Linked DNA regions of Sus scrofa: region 2 is linked to region 1. Evidence: chromatin contacts called from public HiChIP or PLAC-seq data. All regions are on one chromosome and are shown on one strand. The core of a region is the stretch at or near the end of the contact, and the rest is flanking DNA. Distances in the headings are between cores, read along the strand shown.

Region 1 (5,274 bases), core at 2,361-4,860:
CTTTTTTGGTTTTATTCACTAGTTTTTGGTATTTTTAGATTCCATGTATAAGTGATTTCATATAGTGTTAGTCTTTCTCTGACCTATTTCACTTAGCATCATGCCCTCCAAGTCCATCCATATTGCTGCAAATAGCAGAATTTAATTCTTTTTTATGGCTGAGTAGTATTCTGTGTGTATGTGTGTACTACATCTTCGTTATTCATCTGTTACTGGACACTGAGGTTGCTTCCATTATCTTGTCCATTATAAATAATTCTGGGCCATATGTCAGTTCTATTTTTCGTTTTTTGAAAAACCTCCATACTGTTCTCCGCAACGGCTCCACCAACTTACGTTCCCACCCACAGTGTAGGAGGCTTCTCTTTTCTCCACCTCCTCACCAGCATTTGGTATTTGTGCTCTTTTTGATAGCCACTATGACAGGTATGAGGTGATAGCTCGTGGTGGTTTCGTCTGCATTTCCGTGGTGATTAGCCGTGTTGAGCATCTCTTCCTGTGCCTGTTGGCCATCTGCATTTCCTCTTTGGAAAAATGTCTGTTAGGTTTTTCTGACTGTTTTTTAATCAGGCTGTTTTGGAGTTTGGGGGTTTTTATTTTTGTTTTTGTTTTGATGTTGAGTTGTGTGAGCTGTTTATCAGTGTTGGATATTAACCCTTTACTGATCAATATCATTTGCGAATATTTGAAACACAAGGAATCAAGTGGTGCAGTTGGTGAGCGTCAGCCCAGCCATACCCGTCTTTTTCACTTCAAGCTTCGGAGTCTGGTTCAGACTTGAGCTGCGTGAGAAAAAGTTTAAATCAAATGTGAAAGTAAAACTTGGTAATTAGACTTGACCCAATTTTAACTTTAGAAAAGCTGTGATATTTGCCAGAGCTTTTATCACCAAGGCAGGAGAAAATACAAAGGATAGTTATGTGAAAGAATAAGGTTCCTCATAAACAGAAAATAAACCAAAATGTCTAACTGTATAATAGTGGTCAAATAGATTATATAACTTCACAAGTGGGTAGGTTATTTAGCCATTTAACACTGTGTTTCCAGAAGTTCCTGCTATGGCGCAGTGGGTTAAAAATCCAATTGCAGCAGCTTGGGTCACGGCAGAGGCTCAGGTTCCATCCCTGGCCTGGTGCAGTGGGTTAAAGGATCTAGTGTCAGCTTCAATCCCTAGCCTGGGAATTTCCATATACTCTGAGTACAGCCATAAAAAAATAATAATATCTGCTAAAACTATGTTTCCAGAGAACTATTAGTGATGTTAAAATAAAAAAGGAAAAAGTCGGGATATAAATCTATAATATGAGAATTCCCATCTCTTACCTGGATTACTGTAAAGGCCCTACTTATCACTTTTCTGCTGCTTCAGTATGTTTTTTCTGCTGCAGCTAGTCACCTGTCTACAACAGAAAGCTGATGTCACACATGGCCTTCGGGATAAAAAAAAAAAAAATCTCTATTTCTTTTCATAGTTTACTTATCTCTCTCTGGTCCTGCCTGTCTCTCCTACTGCATTTTTCTCAACGATCCACTTCGTACCCTATTTTCAAATGCTTATCTCCAGCCCAGATATTTCCTCCAAGCTCCAGATACATATAGACAATAACATCCCCCTTTGGTGTGTCATAGGCACCTCAAATTTAACATATGCAAAATTAGGTGCTCTTTTTTGGAGTTCTAACTTTCAAACTGAACCTCTGGTCCCTCCCTTCAACACACCAAATGTTGTCCTGTGCTGATCTTTTCTAATTCAGTAAATGATCCCTCTACCTACCCAGTCAACTAAAGCCAGAAATTTAGGAATCACCATTGAGTTTCAGCTCCTTTCTAACTTCTCTTTGCACGTGGACCCTCTTGGCCTCTGATCCCTCACTACATCCATGTATTTCAGCCTCTTAAGTTCCATTTCTAACTGGTTGTTCTCTAACCCTAGCCCCAGTTCACATTACTAAGAGAGAGATTCCGATTGACTCAGCTTTATCCCTACTAGTTTTTTGATGTCCTGAAGGAAGGGTCAGCCTATCTTGTTGGTTCTGTTGTTTTTCATAGTTTTTCAGCAGGTTCCCTCACTTTTGGAATTGGTAAGAAAAAGGTTTTGCACCTTTTTTTAAAGCCTCATCCGGAGTGAGAAGACATGGCCAAGTAGAGGTAGGAAGGATAAAGCTTCAAACTGATATAAATGGTTGATGAAGGCTTCTGACATGTCCGCTGTTACGCCTGAACACTGAGTATTTCACGTCAGTTATTTTTGTTTTATGTCTAGACTTTTTACTTTTTTTTTTCTTCAATGAAAGCTTTCTTGAGATATTCACATACCACAAAATTCACCCTTTTAAATAAGTATCCAGGCATATCTAGGTAATTTTGTGAGTTCAGTTTTCAGACCACTGCAATAAAGTATGATAGTAATGTGAGTCATATGATGTTTACGGCTTCCCAGTGCAAATACAAGTTATGTTTACACTATACTGTCATCTGCTAAGTGTGCAATAGCATTATGTCTCAAAATGCTTTTAATTAAGCTGTAATTTAAAATACTTTCTTGGTGAAAATGCAAAAACAATTACAGTAGTAACATCTGAGATCATTGATCTCAGATCCCTGAATATAATAATAATGAAATTTTATGAAATATTGTGAGAATTACCCAAATGTGACACAGAGACAGGAGGTGAGCAAAATGCTGTAGGAAGGATGGCTCCGATAGACTTGGTCTGTGCGGGGCTGCCACAGACCTTCAGGTTGTGAAAAACACGGTGTCTGCAAAACGCAGTAAAACAGGGTATGCCTGTACAATCAGTGGGATTTTTTTTTTTCTTTTCGTATATTCAGAGTTATGCAACCATTTCTGCTACCTACTTTTAGAACACTTAGTTCCTTTTTAAACTTTTGTTTTTAGCTCTCTGCTGACAATTTCAAATCACATTCTTTCTCTCTCCTCAAACATAGTAAGCATTGTGGTTTATGCTCCGATTACTCCAGTAACTCACATGCCTGTTGGTCTGCTGCTGATGTTCATTGCTTCTGCCAGCTTTAGCTTTAGTCATTTCCTGTGCGCCTAGTTACTTTTTAATTGTGTGCTAGATGGGGTTTTTTGTAAAATTGTTTTCAAAGGGCACCTGTGAGCACTAGCAATCCTGCATCACCCCAGGCCAGTTTTTAGGGGTTGTAATTATTTGAAGAGAACTGCAGACCCCATGAGGCCTGTCCCCATCAGGCTCAGTGTTATTCATGGGTATAGCCTTTCAGGCCTCTGCAACGGGAAAGTTTTCATTTGGGTCCCTTCCACCCTGCCCTTATGAGGCCCTGGCCTCTAATCCTTGTGTTCTTAGGAGGCCCTAGGAGGTTTTCAGAAGCTCAGACACACACGTTTCTGTTACCCACTCTGGGATCATCAAATGCTCCCAGGGTAAAACACCAGCATCGTCTCTCTGGCTCTCCGTCCTTGCGTGAATCTTGGCCTGATAGTTCTTCACTATCTTGTATGCCTGCAAGTAGATGTATTTAGTATTTTTGTCCAGATTTTCTAATTGTCCTCAGTGTGAGGACTGATCCGGATAACCTAATCTGCCATCACTGAAAATGAAAGTTCTTTCAGTTTCGTTTTTAACTGAAGACATACTTGTTAGCCAGACCTAGTGAACCTACCTCTGGTAGCACAGTGAGTTCATATACATCCAGACTACAGCCCCCAGACCCCCACTGCTCCCTTCATAGAACCTTTATGGCATAGGGAGCTCAGACTGGGTATCTCAGTGCTGCAGCCTGATGGGTTCTGGGTGCTAAGGGGTTAGCTAAGGCCTTACCCCTGCCTTCATGAAGCCTGCAGTCTGCCCTTTCTTTCCTAAAGCGTCCAACCTTTATGGGCCATTGTTCCCATTCAAAAGCGTCTCTGTCCTCAGCTGCTCTCTTAAATTGCTATAATTTGTCATGATTTCAACTTTCCTTCCTCTGAGTAAACTCTTTCCCAGCCTTCTTACTGTTCTTGCAGCAATAAAGGTCAGTCTGAACCCAGCATTCAGGTCTCACCCTGTCCTTCTCTCAACCTCATGGCCCATAAAACACTCACCCTCAACCATTGCCCCATCTCTGAATGCATGTGGTTTGGCACATACTGCTTTGTCCTCCTAGACTTAGCATCACCTCCACTGAGAAGTCTTCCCTGATTCTCCCAGGCTACGTCAGCCTGAATTGATATTCTGCTTCTCCAGGTCTGTTTCCTTAGTGGGACAAACATTTTGAAGCCAGTGTCAATGTTTTTATTTCATCATCTCTAGCACTTGGTACTTAAGAGGTGTCAGTAAATATGGAATGATCTCATTTCCCAAGTCCCACCCGTTCCCTAATTCATGGTCTTTTCTGCCAGTCTCATGAATCTTTCTCCCCAGGCACCTCCATCATTTTTCTAGCCCTTAATGGAAGGCATGCCAGCTGCTTATTTGCCTCCATCACCCCCAGACACAGGGAGTTCAGTGGGGCGCTGTAATTGTGGGGCGCCACCTGCTGGTGGGAAGGTTTCTTGGACAGTGATTCAGGACTGCAGATAGAAGGGGTCCTTAACCTTAAGGTGTTCTTTGTAGATCCACTTCTCAGAATAACATTTTCAGATGCACAGGATAAAGCGCATAGATCACAAGTAAAACTTTGGAGTTCCCATCGTAGCTCAGTGGTTAACAAACCCAGCTAGTGTCCATGAGGACACGGGTCTGATCCCTGGCCTTGCTCATTGGGTTTAAGGATCTGTGGTGTAAGCTGGCAGCTGCAGCTCTGATTTGACCCCTAGCCTGGGAACCTCCATGTGCCACGGGTGTGGCCCTAAAAAGACAAAAAACAAAACAAAACAAGATTACAAGTAAAACCAGTAATAATGAAATAGAGGTATCAAAATATTAGAAAAATTGTATTTTATTTAGATGTAATATATGTTATATATATATTGCTCATTAAATAACAAGATCTGGCAATAGGTTCAATAACTACTATAATTTCAAAATAATGAACGAAAATGATAATTGGGAGATGTCTGCAATAGCTGTAATGTGAGATGAAATCTCTGTGATTTGTACTGCTGATAACATTAGAGTTTGGTGCCTGTGCGCATAAAGGAAATGCTGATTTTCACTTAGAGGTTGGTGAAACTAAAGACCAAATCTTTCCCATCCATATACAAAGAGTCCCTGAGTACCCATGGATCTCGTGTGTGTGTGTATGTGTGTGTGTGAAGAAGGACCCTGGACTGCAGGTTAAGAACCCCGGAATGGGGTTTTAGATGTA
Region 2 (5,787 bases), core at 585-3,084, 140 kb before region 1:
TTTTATTTCTTACCACAAAAACATTGAAAACCCCTGGTTAAGGTATTAGAGTACAATGAATCGCATACTGAAAAACCTACTATCTTTTCAGTTTTCTTCATTATCCCAATTATATCAAAAGATATTTTCACAACTATTATCTCCAATTGCATATTTTTAACAAAAAAAAAAGCTGGTCTGTGATTATCAGGATCTGTGACAAACAGGATCTGGCTAGAACTTCATTCAAGTTCTTGTTTTTATGGTATTTACTTTTATAGTAACCTTTCTCACTCAGTAAGTACCATTGTTTCCCAGTCATGCAGTGATAGTTCCCTTTTCTGATTTTTGTTAAGAAAGCAGATTTTTAAAATATGTGAAACAGAACAAAAGAACGAGTGGTAGGCAAATATGTCAAAACTGTGAAGGCCACATTCACCTGTCTCAAATTGGTGAAATACTATCTTAGAAGAACAGGGACATGAAAAAGTCTAAACTATATTAAATGGGGAAAAAAGCAGACCAAAATATGTCTACCTCATCCCATCTTTACAAACAAAATTTTATCAATTTATCTAGAAAAGAAACCAGAAAAGTGTTAAAAATGCTAACAATACTTTATCTCTGTAATTTTTATTTTCTTTTTGTTTGCATAACCTATCTAAATTTTTCTTAAAGAAGACACAACTCTTTTCAATAATGCTAGTGATTTCTTAAAATGAAACTTAAAGTAAAACAGCCTCGCCAAGGCCCCAGATATGTATGTTCTAGTTTAAAGAAACAGAAACTAGTCATTGAAACTTTCAGCAGAAGTCAGATCCTGCTGCATGTCATTCAACCTCTCTGTGTCTGTTTCCTGATCTATAAAACTAAAGTAAAAACAGGGTCTCCCTGACAGAGCGAGAAAATTTAAGAAGATAATCCTAGCACTTAATATGGGCTCCTTTAGTCAAACTGAACCTCCACAGGACAGAGATGTTTGATTGTTTTATTCAGTCTGTATTCTTAGCACTTAGAATAATTCCTGACACACTACTAAGTATAATAAATATGTTGATAATTAATATTAGCTACAGTTATTATAATCTTCCTATTAATTGTAACGACTAAAATGGTAATTTTGTTTCTGCCTTACTCCTTTTTGCATATTTTCCAAATTGTCTACAATGAGCAAGGATTCAAAATGTAGGGGAGGAGTTCCCGTCGTGCCGCAGTGGTTAACGAATCCGACTAGGAACCGTGAGGTTGCGGGTTTGGTCCCTGCCCTTGCTCAGTGGGTTAAGGATCTGGCGTTGCCATGAGCTGTGGTGTAGGTTGCGGACACGGCTCAGATCCTGCGTTGCTGTGGCTCTGGCGTAGGTTGGTGGCTACAGCTCCGATTGGACCCCTAGCCTGGGAACCTCCATATGCCGCAGGAGCGGTTCAAGAAATAGCAAAAAAAATGTAGGGGAGAAAAGCAAGCAACACCATTTCTGATCCTCACTGAAAGTAGCAAGAAATTAAAAAAAACCTATTTTCAGAAAGGCAGTCACCCGTATCGCCTCCAAAGTATTCATTTACCTAGATTAAAAAAAAAGAAGAACACCTCATTCTCACTTGACTGTTTAAAAAGGTCCAAAAGAAGCACAGATACAAGTCTGCTGGAGTCTCCCTGAGAAAGTAGACAAGGGCTGGTAGAATGTGCACTTCGATGCTTCCTGGGGTTTAACACTCTGAAGAGAACTTTACAAGTGAAACTTACAGGATGTTTCATAATCACTAAAGGACGCCAGAAAAAGAAGATGCTTTAGAAGCAGTACAGAAGGATGGGCAAAGGACACTAAGTTATCAGGAAGGGCACCATGGAGGGAATCAGTCCCTGACGTGTAAACGAGGAGGCTTTTAGAGCCAGGAATCCCCAGTGCAGATCACAGGCTGTGTGACTTCCGGTAAGTCACTTGACCTTTCTCTCAGATTTGATTTCCGATTTTATGGGACAGGGATAATGCCGCCTGCGTTGCAGGAATAGAAATAACATGTGCAAAGTACCTACAACATAATATTGCTCAGAGGGGGGAAAATAACAAACAAAAAACATTTTTTTACCCTTTGGCTTCTACTATATATCATTTTAAAGGAACCATGAAAGTATTGATCAATGACATCAAGCAAAGCGAGAGAAATACCGTGCCACATCACAATCATTTCTCATATTACTGTGTTCAAGGGTAACTTGGCAGACTCAGCAAAGACTTCAAACAAAATCAACCCAAGAAATTAAAAAGCAATGAATTATATTTATAATACGGTTGCTACCACTTACAGAACACATGTTAGAGATTATATCACTTAATGAAATCTGGGGAAAGAAAACCAAAGCCATCAAAAATTTAAGAGTAAGAGATGATGAATTTAATACAATATCAACCAAAATTCCGGCAGGCTTTATGCCCACCCCCCCCCCGCCCTCCAATTTGAGCGGATTTTAAAATTTGTCTGGAAATATAAAAAGCTACCGCAAACTGGAAGAACTAAGAGAATTTACATTATGAAATATCAAGATCCTTCACGTAGCTACTGTAACAAAAAGAGTGTTACATAGGAATAAAGGTAGACAAATTAATCAACAAAACAAAGTAGCATCCAAACTCAGATGTATACATATTGAGTTCTCTTGATTGAACACTAAAGCAACAAACACTTCCGCCCAGTGGAGAAAAAATAGTCTTTTCAGTAAAAGACTTTATCAACTGGATATTCTTCTATTGAGCCCCACCCTCTCATCAAGAGCAGGGGGGAGGGAGGAATCTATTCGAGGTAGACTGCAGATCTAAATGTAAAAAGTAAGCTTTTAGAAGAAACCACAGAACATCTTCATGACCTTGGAATAGGTCAAGCTTTCTTAAATTGGACAAAGCAACTGCTAATCAGGAAAGAAAAATCTGATAAATTGGATTATAATGAAGATTTCTGTTCATTGAAAGTGTCATTAAAAGACCAAATAGGAGTTTAAAATGTTCTAAAACTGATTTATGGTGATGGTGCAACATTGAACTGCATACTTGAAAAGGATGAATTTTATACGCAAAATACATCTTTTAAAGGAATTAAATTTAAAAGAAAAAAAAAGAGGCAACCCATGAGAGAAGACTGGCAATCACTCAGAACATTAAAAAAACAAAAATCAGGGGGTTTCCGTTGTGGCTCAGTGGTAACAAACCCAACTAGTATCCTGAGGATGAGGGTTCAATCCCTGGCCTTGCTCAGGGTGTTAATGATCTGGTGTTGCCATGAGCTATGGTGTAGGTCACAGATGCAGCTCGGATCTGGCATTGCTGTGGCTGTGGCGTAGGCCAGCAAATGCAGCTCCAATTTGACCTCTAGCCGGGGAATCTCTATATGCCACCCCCCTTACTTCAAATCAATAAAGAGAGCAAACACGTACAGCTACCAAAAAAGGTGGGGGGTGAAACACTTATACAGGCATTTCACAAAAGAAAATATCCAAATTAAGTTAAAAAGCAACAACTACAACAAACCAGGAGTTCCTGTTGTAGCTCAGTGGGTTAAGGGTCGGGCATTGCCACAAGCTGCAGATATACTAATGGCCAAAAAGCTTATGAAAAAATACTGAACATCACTAATCATTAGGGAAATGCAACTCAAAATCACTAAGAAATATTATCTCATACCTATCAGAATGACTACTATCAACAGAAAATAACAAATGCTGACAAGGAGAAACAAGAACCCTTCTAACATTGCTGATGGGAATGTAAAATGGTGTAGCTGCTATGGAAAACTTAAAATTAAAAACAGAATCACCACATGGTCGAGCGAGACCACTTCTGAGTATATATCCACAGGAATTAAAAGAAAGGTATCAAAGAAATATTTATACACTTATTTTCATATAACAGCATTATTCACATAAGCCAAAAGGTAGAAACAACCCAAGTGTCCACTGAAGGATAACATGCTAAACAAAATATGATATAAACATGCAATGGAATATTATTCAGCTTTAAAAAGAAAGGAAATTCTTCTACATGCTATTACATGGACCTTGTATGGTACTATGCTAAGTGAAATAAATCACTTATAAAAAGACAAATACTATAAGATTCTGCCACTTTTGTGAAGTGTCTAGAGTAGTCAAATTCATAGAAACAGAAAGTAGAATGGTTGTTCCGGTTCTGCCAGGGGAAATGAGAAGTGGTTGTTTCATGAATAGGAAAAAGTTCTCAACATTGGTTGCACAACAATGTATAATGTTACCAAACTGTGCACTTTAAAATAGTTAAAATAGTAAAATGTATACTGGGTGTATTTTACCACAATTTAAAAAAAATCTTTTAAATTGTTGACAGAAAATGACTTTACCAGTTTTGAGATATAACCAACATACAGCATTGCATAAGTGTAAGGTGTATAATAGCATAATGACTGGACTTACAGAAAACACGAAATGATTATACAGTATAGTGAAAATGCATCACCTCATACAGACACAAAAGAAAAAAAAAAGATATAACACACAGCAGTCCTAATTATGTTATTCATGTTGTAATTACCTTCATAGTAACTTACTTATTTATAACTGGAAGCTTGTACCTTTTGACCACTTTCATCTAATTCCTCCTCTCTGCACACTCTGCCTTTGTAGAAATAAAATGTAAGACGACAAAAGCACCAAAGATGGGAGGAAGGAAGTGGAAGTATATAAATCTAAGGTCTTTCTTCCACATGTGTGAAGCAGTATCTTATCAGTTCAAGACAGGCTGTGACAAGTTAAAGGCATGAATTGTAAACCCTACAAAAACCACATGAAAAAAAATTAAGCAAACAAAGTTTAACTAATAAGCCAATAGTAAAGATGAAAATGGAATCACTTAAAAATTATATTAATCAAAAAGGAGGAAAAAGGCAATGAAGAGCAGACAGGACGTGGAGTTCCCCTGTGGTGCAGCAGATTAAGGATCAGCAATGTCACTGCAGTGGCTTGGGTCACTGCTGTGGGGTGAAAGTTCAATTCCTGACCCAGAACTTCTACATGCCGTAGGGGTAGCAAAAGAATGAGCAAATGGGACAAAGAGAAAACAAATCACAACAGGGTAAATTTAAAACCAAGAATCTTAATAATTAGTTAAATGTAAATGGTCAAAATACCTCAACTAAAAGACAGAGATGGTAAAAGTGGAAAACAGTATGTTATCTACAAGAAACTTTTAAACACCAAGCCCTACTGCTTAAACATAAAGGACAGAAAAAGAGGAGTTCCCGTCGTGGCACAGTGGTTAACGAATCCGACTAGGAACCATGAGGTTGCGGGTTCGGTCCCTGCCCTTGCTCAGTGGGTTAATGATCCGGCGTTGCCGTGAGCTGTGGTGTAGGTTGCAGACGCGGCTCGGATCCTGTGTTGCTGTGCCTCTGGCGTAGGCCGGTGGCTACAGCTCCGATTCAACCCCTAGCCTGGGAACCTCCATATGCCGTGGGATCAGCCCAAGAAATAGCAACAACAACAACAACAACAAAAGACAAAAAAAAAAAAAAAAGGACAGAAAAAGAGATACAACATCGAATGACTAAAAAAGGATATTTAGAGAGGTTACATAAATATTGGACAAAGTAGAGATCAGAACAAGGAATGTAAGATGGGGTAAAGTGAGATATTTTCATAATTTTTTTTCTGCTTTTTAGGGCTGCACCTGCAGCATATGGAAATTCCCAGGCTAGAGGTCAAAGTAGAGCTGCAGCTGCTGGCCTATGCCACAGCAACATGGGATCGGAGCCACATCTGTGACCTACACCACAGCTCATGGCAACACT

What was found. HiChIP or PLAC-seq counts read pairs in DNA pulled down with a chosen protein or histone mark.
Region 2: a contact with region 1 is called in an H3K27ac HiChIP or PLAC-seq map of alveolar macrophages. The contact joins two enhancer-like sites. A contact is called at or near these places in 2 of 5 promoter capture datasets (fetal liver and liver), 35 of 47 Hi-C or Micro-C datasets (adipocytes, adipose tissue, alveolar macrophages and 18 more) and 2 of 2 datasets of contacts at active chromatin or transcription factors (alveolar macrophages and skeletal muscle).

Annotation. Positions count from the first base shown.
Region 1 is chr16:52,140,882-52,146,155 of Sscrofa11.1, reverse strand. No RefSeq gene overlaps it. Among named protein-coding and RNA genes, the nearest start is that of FBXW11, 69 kb to the left of the region's middle. Within about 2 kb of position 3,610, at least 32 of the 83 cell types and tissues checked have an H3K27ac peak or open chromatin away from gene starts, as enhancers often do. A contact at or near this core is called in alveolar macrophages and liver, where this site is marked.
Region 2 is chr16:52,276,413-52,282,199 of Sscrofa11.1, reverse strand. The region is part of intron 2 of FBXW11 (F-box/WD repeat-containing protein 11); the gene reads right to left. Among named protein-coding and RNA genes, the nearest start is that of FBXW11, 67 kb to the right of the region's middle. Within about 2 kb of position 1,834, at least 8 of the 83 cell types and tissues checked have an H3K27ac peak or open chromatin away from gene starts, as enhancers often do. A contact at or near this core is called in alveolar macrophages and liver, where this site is marked.